2 separate regions of the Anser cygnoides genome follow, and region 1 is linked to region 2. A link is a contact called in public Hi-C data. All regions are on one chromosome and are shown on one strand. The core of a region is the stretch at or near the end of the contact, and the rest is flanking DNA. Distances in the headings are between cores, read along the strand shown.

The links. A called contact is a pair of places that touch in the nucleus more often than the background predicts.
Region 1: a Hi-C map of liver shows a contact between it and region 2, with 4 times the contacts expected there. The contact joins the enhancer-like site here to the promoter of ACBD5 in region 2. A contact is called at or near these places in 2 of 7 Hi-C or Micro-C datasets (both in liver).

What each region holds. Positions count from the first base shown.
Region 1 is chr2:17,931,490-17,936,412 of Taihu_goose_T2T_genome, reverse strand. All of the region lies in intron 2 of ABI1 (abl interactor 1), which reads right to left. Among named protein-coding and RNA genes, the nearest start is that of ABI1, 46 kb to the right of the region's middle. Within about 2 kb of position 2,777, at least 3 of the 3 cell types and tissues checked have open chromatin away from gene starts, as enhancers often do. A contact at or near this core is called in liver, where this site is marked.
Region 2 is chr2:17,863,470-17,868,409 of Taihu_goose_T2T_genome, reverse strand. ACBD5 (acyl-CoA binding domain containing 5) reads left to right here and starts at 1,527. Exons shown (of 14, transcript XM_048048473.2): 1 at 1,527-1,656; 2 at 1,854-2,006; 3 at 3,041-3,161; 4 at 4,449-4,521. The coding sequence starts at 1,931.

The DNA.
Region 1 (4,923 bases), core at 1,528-4,027, 67 kb before region 2:
TTAGAGATGCAAGTAAGGGAATATAACTGCCACACCCATGTTAAGCTCCATCATTATATTAGGAAATTCCTAAAGAGACAAAGAAAGGTCAGCCCTGCATTGTGTGAAGGATCATACTAGGCTTCGCGTACCAGACGCGTGCTTCTACATGCAAGATAACTGCTGCTTAAACCCTTCTTGAGGTAGAACAAATACAGATCAAACATCAGATGGACATAGCAAATCCCACCTCTAGGAAGCCTATTTCAAGGTCCAGGGATTTAATTTACTGGTTTAAGTAGTTACCAGAACCTCAGGATCTCATTGCTGAAGACGGTACCTGACAAAAACCACCACTCTAAGTCACTTTGAAGAAAACCTATTAAACCATCACTTTTTCCACTAAGGAAAATAATTCTTAGTCTGTGAGCGTCGATTTCTCCTGAACAGACAGAGCGTCAAAGCTCAGAAAAAAAAAAAATTCTTCGCCCATCAGTACTGGTTTGGGTACATCTCTAGAAATGCCCTAAGCTAAAGTGGATATTAGCAAGAGCAAGGTTTTGTTTAGTAAAGCAGAACCAAAGATGAAGCACAAAATTAGTTTGTGTTTCACTCCACATGAGGCAGGATGAAAAAGAAAAAGGTAAGCATCGAGGAAATGACCATTTCTAATTTCTAGAAAAGTCAGCAGTGTTCAGAGTTCACTATCAAATTCCTTCAATTGATAACTCTTCTACCCCCGTCTTTTACCCCCTCTTTACCAAGTGTATACGCTCTCATACTGTTTAATTTTCTTAAGTATAGAAAGAAATTCTTCAACAGCTTTAGTACACGGCATTGCAGATTGCAAGTGGGAACACAAGTGGAGAAGCATCTAAAAGCAGTGATATCGAGCAAGCTTGTTTTCACAGCTTAAAGCTAAATAATAGACAGCTTGTAACACTGCAAAAGGGTCTTACTTTGAAAGGTAAGGAATCATAACAAAAATAAAAGTTCTGACTTTTCCAGAGCAATGCAAGACATTAAGTGTGTATGTCTGCATTAGCTTTTTTGAAGTAAGTTAATTACATACCCCAATGAAGTTTTGGAAGCTTTGGGTCAAGCTTCGTTGTTCTAAATACTCATACCCTGAAAAAATGCCAGTCAGGGTGGAAAAAAAAAAAAAAAAAGCACCTTTCTAAATTAGACAACCCTAGACATGAAGCATTTGTCATTACATCAGTATCAAATACATCAGCCACTGCACCCACGTTCGTTCTGGAAGCCGATTTCACAGAAGACAGAGCAAAGACTTAAGAACAAGACTACCTGTGTTTCTTCAACTCAAGCTATTATTTGTTCTTTTCCTTTTAGAGACTGAAATGTGTTAGTGCTGTCTTTTAGTTGGCTTTCAGCAAGATCAAGAGCCATTATTTGAGTATTCTGCTACACATTCTTAGATCATCTCTCTTCCAATACCTCTGTACAACTTGGACCCTTTTGTTCAGTGAGCCACTCACATGCAATGCCTCAAACTATCTTGCAGAACTCTAAGGTGCAACTCCTCACATTTTTAATACATGAGGACTGCACAGGTAAAAAATAAACATTTCAAAGTCACCTAAACAACACGGGATGCCACAGAGAATGTTATCTTAAGGCACACACTACAGGGTCTTAAAAGAGGACGTTTTAAAATGCTACTGTGCACACTGAAATTCATATTTTTACTTCACTCTTATGAGCAGAATCTGTTGCTACTAATAAATTAATTTTTGTTCAGTGTGGACAAAAATGCATCTTTATACTAAAAGTTCTCTTAATGTTGATGGCAAAGAAAAAAACCAAAGCTCTTCACAGAACAAAAACATGCATCTTTTCCTAGCAGGTGGCTCATGAAGACTGACTTTTCCTCCCTGCAATGAACAATGAATTCCATAAATTACTAGAGCAGAGAATAAGAGATTTGCTGCTCAAAGCAAACGAGACTGCAGCTCTTACTTCCCACATCTGGTACACTAGAAAAGCAAGGTGGTGTTTTGCCCTGTGCAAAGCCAAGGCTCCAAACATATGCTTTGCACATAACAATGCATGTGAATTGTTGCGTGCTCAGCAGACAATACAAAGCGCAATAGTTGTTCATTTTTGTATTTGTATTAATTTGCTTGATGGTGATGTGGAAGTTTATCGTTTAGTCATAGGCAACAGAGCCTTGATTTTTTCACTTCCAAAAAGAAGAAAAAGCCGTTTCTAGGAGGATAGCATAGCTGTCCAGCCAGACAACAGCTAATTCCCAAGTGAGACAAGCCAAACACACCAGGTAACAGCCAAACCAGGCCATCCTGAGCCCTGGCCACAGCTGGCACCTGCAGCTGTGAGCTGGTGCCCACTTGGATGTGGTAAGGGGACGGCTCAGCAGTAGGTGGCTTGCCATTTCATACACGAGACCTAATTCTACACTTCAGAGATGACGAGAAGCAAAATGTGGCAAACAGGCTTGGGTTCGCACAGGTTAACATGCACCAGGGAACACGCAGACCAGCTTCAAATACACTGGGTTCATTCTGAAACAACTGTGTGGTGTAATCTAAGGTTTTGGAAATGGGGATGGGATTCTCACTCCTAGACATCATCCAGAAGGAAGAAGTCCAGCACTGTACTGATTTGGAGAAGAGGAAAGCCAGCCCTTCCAGAAGCACATGTTTTCTTTAGGAAGCAAATTTAAGCTAAACCCCTCTGCCACTGCAACTAAGTGCTAGGGAACATGCCAGCTAACTCCAGAAGCAAAGTTGAGCTTGGAGGTTGAAGGGACTGTTAATGATTAGCTGCCTCCGCTATCTGTCTGCTTCCAACCATTTGAAAGAAGCAGTGGATCAACAGGATGTGGAGTTAAACTTTAACTGCTTGCTTTCTCAGAAGTAGCCTCAAGGCCAAGTGGAGTGCAGCAATGATGCAGCAAGAATTGAATTCTTTCCTTTTGTGTGCCGCTGACACAGCTCTACCCGTGCTCTAAAGCGTGCAAGATGCCCTCGACAAATCCTTTACAGAGACAGAGGCTGCAGTATACCTGGCCAAGCTAATTCAGGGAAATATCTCAATAGTTTAATGAAGCCCACATATATAAGGATCAGATTGAAAAAATCAACTTCAAGCTTTGGTCATCTCCATAATGTTGAGCCCCTGCATCTCAAACCACTTTTATGAGCCACATACTCACAGAGCCACAGAATATATCATTAAATGTAAGCCCAGTTGGTAAAGTGCAGACTTCTTTTTTTTTTTAATCAACTCATCAGCTGTTGCCAGTATCAGGCTGTCCTGAAGGTCAAGACAACTCACTGCACCGATACCACAGATTCACACCAGATAAACACCTTTCAGATCTGTGCTAAATTAACTGATGTGCCAGAAGCATTGTGCAGAAAAACTCTGCTTAAGGCTTCCCACTATGCTGTTCTCCAGCTCCTCAAGAACCAGCCTAAATGAGCGCACACCCTCACCTGGTGAGGAGATGAGGAGAAGCTCTTTGTGGCACTGAAGACCCAGGAAAAGCTGCCAGGCTTTTGGGAAGAGTGGGCTAACAGCAGAGGGAAGAACCCAGTCCTCATGGTTATCACATAAAAACAGTAGGCAGATGAAACCCCAAAAATATTTTAATAATTTAATTTATAAGAAGCTACAAACTAAGTTTTTTTTTTTTAAAATCAACACCACTTTCACCCATGTCTTCACGGGTGAGTGAAAAGCCACTTCAAGGGCATTTCCTTGATTTAAAACTGTAATATTCGACATACATTAGACAAAAAAAAAATCCTAAAATTACGCCACCGTTTTTAATGACAGTTTTTCGGGCCATTTCATACAAAAATTTAAGATTTTTTTTTTTTTTAAATCATATCATAAATGTCCTTCAAACAACTGCACTGTGCTGCAAAGATCTGCGAGGAGGTAATTTTTCAGTTTGGCTCCAGGTTCATTCAGACAAGAACAAACGTAGGCTCAAACTCCACAGGCCACCTGAAGCTGCTATTTAAGAGAAAGCAAGGAGAAAAGGAAGGCAGAACTGCGTGTTATTAGCAACAGCGCTCCCTAATTTTGACATTGTTTCCCTTTTTCGCCTTTTCAGTTTGTGGTTGAATATGGGGTTGAGTCTATTACTGAAACTTGATTTGAAATGAAGTAAAGCCCTGATTACTGGGCAAATCAGCATTACACATATCTAGGTGTTAGCAACGTAGGTTAGAATTACTTTATATGAGCAAAAGCACAGACACAAGACAGCAGTCTTGCATGCAGCACGACCCCTTACCACTTTCCAGCCCCATCTTCCCAGCGTATTTGGTGCAAGTACGCGTCACCTGCACTGAGTCTTGGCAAGTGGACCTGCACAAAGCCGGTGCTGGACTGCCTGCAAGTCATCTCTACAAGCCCGAATTGAGAGTTACAGGCCTTGCTAGGGTCAGTGCTATTAAACAGCAAGTTAACAGAGAGAACAGGACTTCATTCATTTCACATCTGAGAGCAGTGAAATCCCCGTAATCAAAGACTGAATTGCTGGCAACATAAGGGAAAAGAATGCCATAAAGATAAAAGTAGGATTTCTAGTCAACAACAAAACAATTGCAACACTAGATTTGACATATCAAGTCAGGCTAGCAAGCCATCAAATAGGGTATCTGCTTTCAGCAGAAATTTTGCTTGATGTTATAAAATACTGGGCAGAGACACAAGCTTCAGATTGAGCCTAGCCAATAAAACCCTGCAATGCATGCGGCAGGGAGCGGTGCAGAGAAAGGAGTTTCATTTCCTTCCTGGTACAACTGTCTTGATACCAAGCTTGCTTGTATTTGAATATGAATAGTAAGATCTGTTTTACTACCTGTGATTCTATCTGCAGCTTCTGACTTAGCTGCTTATAGCAGTAAAATATGGAATCACAGAATCATTAAGGTTGGAAAAGACCTT
Region 2 (4,940 bases), core at 278-2,777:
GTTACTTCATTTTCAAGTGCCTCATTCTAGATCTGCAGATCTCACACTCTCACACATCTTCGGTGCAAAGATGGCAGCTTCTGTTTTTGCACACAGCCATTAAATAGGTTGTCATTTGCATCTCTTTTAAAGCTTACTTCCAGTGAAAGACTGGGAACATTCGTTATAAAAATGCAGACTTCATCTCTCTTAAAACAATTAAATGGCAAATGTCATTATAGATTTTCTTAGGTAAATAGAATTTATACACCAGCTGGCCTCACAAGAGGCCATGTATTTATTTATTTATTTATTTTGCAATTAACTCTTTGCATTTTCAAAAAATCCATATTTATACAGGGACCCACTTATCTTCAAACAAACACTTCCCTTTGATCTGAGCTTCTGTCATTCCTACCTTCATGGATATAAAGAAGATGGATCTTAGTATAAAGCTCACAAGGGCTTCAGAAATCTAGCACTTGAAAAATTCAGGGAAATTCATCTGTAACATTCATATGAGTGCTGCGGCGATGTTCATAACATGGGTTTGTCATTTACCCAGTGTGGGGAATCCTATTTGAACACCTCTGGAAGCGTAAGCTTCTCGCCAGTAAAGCTCTCCCGGGCCAGCTGGCTGCTGACCTTGTGGAATGCACTAGCTCAGCAGAGCACAGTCTGATCTGCTGTAATTCCCTCTCTGTGGAGCTTTTCTTTCCCACCAGAGGGCATATACTGTGAGTACACAACTGCCTTAAGAGGAATTTAAAATATATGTTGTGTACCAGATAAATGAACTGACTTGAATGCCAAGATTTTGTACTCAATTCCATCTAAAGGGGCTATTAATTCATCCTGAGGCTCACTGGGTAAATTATTCCACTTGCTACAAAGTAGTTTTAGCATACTTTTGTCTGATTTCATGCGCTGGATGCACAGCACTTCTGAATGAGGCCATTCATTTATTTAGCTACTGAGCGCTGAAATGGCATTCACCCTCATCTCTGAATGCCATGGCAATAGTTATTTCCAGGGTTCTAGGTTTTTAAAATCCCATTCCTAAAATTTTAATGTAAATAGGAGTCATTACTGCTATTAAATAATAACAATAAATATGTGGCTAGAGTGAATTCACACTTAGGTGGATTATGTGGGAGCAGGTGTGGGTGAGAGGGCAGCTGTGAGGAGAGGGGGGACGCAGCAAAGCAGTGCCACGGCGGTGGGGAATCCTGTTTGCAATTCCTATCTTCAGGAATCTCCTGAAGATACTGGGGACGATACTGGGTACTGGGTCAGTGCTGTACAACAGGGGCATGGCACCTTTTGAAATCTTAGTATAATGTAACAAGCAAGGAAGAGAAAGGGTAGGAAGAGAGGATAAAGAAACGAGTGAAAAATAAACCTAATTGAGGTAAAAATAAAGGAGAAAACAGTCTCCTGAGGGGCAGCCCTTCAACTAGGCTAAGACCCAACGCCTCAGGCCCCGGGGCTCCGCCGGAGGCATCCCTCGGAGGCCGCCCGGGCGCTGATCCTCAGCCCCGGCGTGAGGAGGAAGGAAAGGGCCGAGCAGGGAGCGGGGAGGCCGCGGACTACGTTTCCCAGCGAGCCCCCTGGAGGCCTCGGGGCGGTGCGAAGGGAGGGGAAGGCGTAACATGGGCGCCTGAGGCCGGCAGGGAGGTAGGGGTGGGCTGCGGGGCCAGGCTGGGCCGGGCCGCGGGTGGGCTGAGCTGCGCCCAGACCGAGGGGAGCGGGGCAGGGGAGGGCCGGGCCGGGCCGGGCCGGGCCGGGCCGGGCACCCCGTCCCGCTGCCGCCGGGGGGCGGTGGGGTGGCGGCGCAGGGCCCGGAGCCTCCCTGCCCCTCTCCCGTGCTGCAGGCGGCCCGGCGAAGGAGGCTGAGCAGCGGCAGCAGCAGCAGGAGGAGGAGGCAGGCGGTCGGGAACGGGACGGGGAGATGGCGGAGACCGGCTCGGTGCACGCCACCAGGTTCGAGGCGGCCGTGAAGGTGATCCAGAGCCTGCCCAAAAACGGTGAGAGCGGCCTGGGGGCGGCCGGGGCCTCGCTGGCACCGGGGGGGACGGGACGGGGCGCTGGGGGTCAGCAGGAGGTGGCCCTGCTCTTATCGCTCCCCCCCTGCCTGGAGAAACGCGGGTTTGGGGCTCCCGAGCTCGCCCCAAAAGTTCCTCCTGAAGGAGGGGTCCTCAGCTCCCTGCGGGAGGGGCCTTCGCCTGCTTAAATCCTAAAGTTGCTTTGACGGCTTCGGGGTTGTCATCAGTTCCCCCTGTTCAAAGTTAGTGAAGCGGTAGAGTGAAGAACCAGCTCTTATCCTTTCATTAATAATTCTAAAAAAAAAAATAAATCACTAATTGCATCATTACTTATTTCTGTAAAATAAGTATTTCTGTAAAACCGGGTTTGTTGGGGTACCAAGATAAAGGTCACTGTAAGCAGCCCCTAATGACTGGAATCCAACCTCGAAATAATTAACCCAGCGGAGTAGGTGTGAATCTCCTCTGCCAATTATTGCAGCTCTGTGTTTACATTTCCTGTCTCTACAAGTGTTTGCTTCACGAAGGAGAGAAAACAAAACCAGGAGGAACAGTCAAACTGTTATTGAAAGTCCTGTCAAATATCGAAATAAACAACTAAAAAGTGCCTTTTTTTAAATTCTGTAGCCTTTCAGTAAGTTACTGCTTGTAACATCAAAATGGCTTGTGACATACTGTGTTTACTCCAAGCTGAATCTGTCCCTTTAAACTAAGTGAAAGGAGGCTTGCTCTTTGTTACTTATTACTCTTTTGCTAATTGTGGATTCTGACGTTAGCAGTTGTAAAGGTTATAGTCCCTTCAATTTGATCTGAAGCGTGTGCTCTCTGTAAAGTAAATATTGTCAGTGGGGCTGACTCCAGCTAGCTGAAGGTGTTTTTCCCTGACTCCAACTGTACTGCTGTGAATCAGGCTGTAACAAACTGCAGGCTATCTTCAGGCAGAAATACTAACCTTGTGAGATACTTGTTAATAATCTTGACTACGATTTAATTGTATTTTAAAATGCTTTCACTAGGTTCATTCCAGCCAACAAACGAAATGATGCTGAAGTTCTATAGCTTTTATAAGCAGGCAACACAAGGACCCTGTAACATTCCAAGACCTGGATTTTGGGATCCAATTGGTAGATATAAATGGTAACTTTTCATGTTTTTTTTTTTTTTTTATGCTTTGAGTGGAGATGTTTAGAAGAGTGGTTGTTGGAGGAAGATATTAGTGAGTTTATTTCTTTTTCTTAATCTTTGATGCTTCAATTTATTTTCTTCCTTGTGCTCCAACTTTCTAGCTCAGGTGATTTATTTTTTTGGACAGACACTATCATGGTATCTTTGCAGTGTTTATCCCACACCACAGAACAAAACTGTAGGTGCTCTGCAGGGTGTGTGATGTGGAATAGTGTCTGGAATTCTTCCTTAATGCTCACATCATACAAGATAACACAAGAAGTAAATAGGTGCTCATTGAAAGACATGATGAATACAGCTTCAAGCTCTTGAAGAGAGGTCTAGTGTGTGTCTTTCTGGTTTGTCTGCCCGATGGCAGAACTTACCACTGTCAGTATTCTCCTTGTGCTGGGAAGACTTCTGATTTGTGAGACTACTGAGATCTGTTTGAAAACCCATATCAAGACTTTTCTTATTAAGTTTTTATAATCATTTTGTCCTGAAGAGCGAGTATTACTGCTGTCTATATGGTCGGCTGTTTGTAGTTCAAATGTGAGCCACCAGCCTTGGGGTATTGCTGTAAGTGGGACAAATACTCTGGCAAGAGGTAGGGGCAGTGTCAAATCAAGTGCAAGAGTGGGTAAGGGAATGTTTTATTCCAGCCTGTATTTTGACAGATTCTTTCTGCAATGCTAAAAAAAAAAAAAAACTTTCATTGGAGTTTTTTGTCTTGCAAAACTGGAGAGATGGGTATTTTCTAGGTCATGGGTAGCAATGGTGGTAACTGGGGGCAGCAATTAAACTACTTGCCTATTAGACACGTGCATCTTTCCCCTGCTGCTAACCATTTTTCTTGTATCCTGTTATAACTTAGCTGGCACTTTACAAACAGCTGTCACTAAATATTTAGGCCTGCTTTACTTTGTAGTAGAGGGCCTTAAGTCAATCAGAAGGGAAATATGTGTCTTTCATAATGTCTGGGCTTGTAAACAGCTTACTGGGTACAAGATCATAGTTGACCAGTGAGGAACTGTTTAGTCCCCAGGCTGTTCATTTTGTTGCTTCTTTATTGATGTCCCACTGTTTAATTATTGTAGCAAATTATATATTTGGACTTTCTAAAAAGTTGCAAATTGTTGTTGCCTTTTATTTGTATTAGCGAAACTTCACGTATTATATAACTGACCTACTTAGGGCTGGGCTGAAAAAAATCCCATGGGCCTTGCAGATTCTGAAGATGTGTGTGACTTTGTTTCTTAGGGATGCTTGGAGTGCTCTGGGAGACATGTCCAAAGAAGAAGCCATGATAGCCTACGTTGAAGAAATGAAAAAGGTAAATAAATTAATGAATAGAAGGTATCTCATAGAACAAATGTTCCATGAAATACACTTGGGAATGTGAGGAGATTCTCACTGAATACTGTCAGAGCTCCAAAAGAATTATTCTCTATAGGAGCTGTTACACTTCAGTGCTATGCTGTTTGGCCTGTTGGGCAAATAAAATTTATGTAGTTTCCTCCAATTCAATTCCTATTGAATTTGGCATGTTTTTAGAAAACCATGAGTTCTAGTTGATCTGAAGCATAAATGATAGATCTAAAGAAGTACTGAAAACATGGTAAAAGGGGGCTGTGGAGAAAACAGAGGAATTTAATGTGCAACAAAAGATAAGCTGGATTTACTGAAGACTGCCTCAGTTCTCCAAGCTGAGAGAGGTAAGGGGTCCTTATCTTGGGGGTGGGGAGGTGTTGG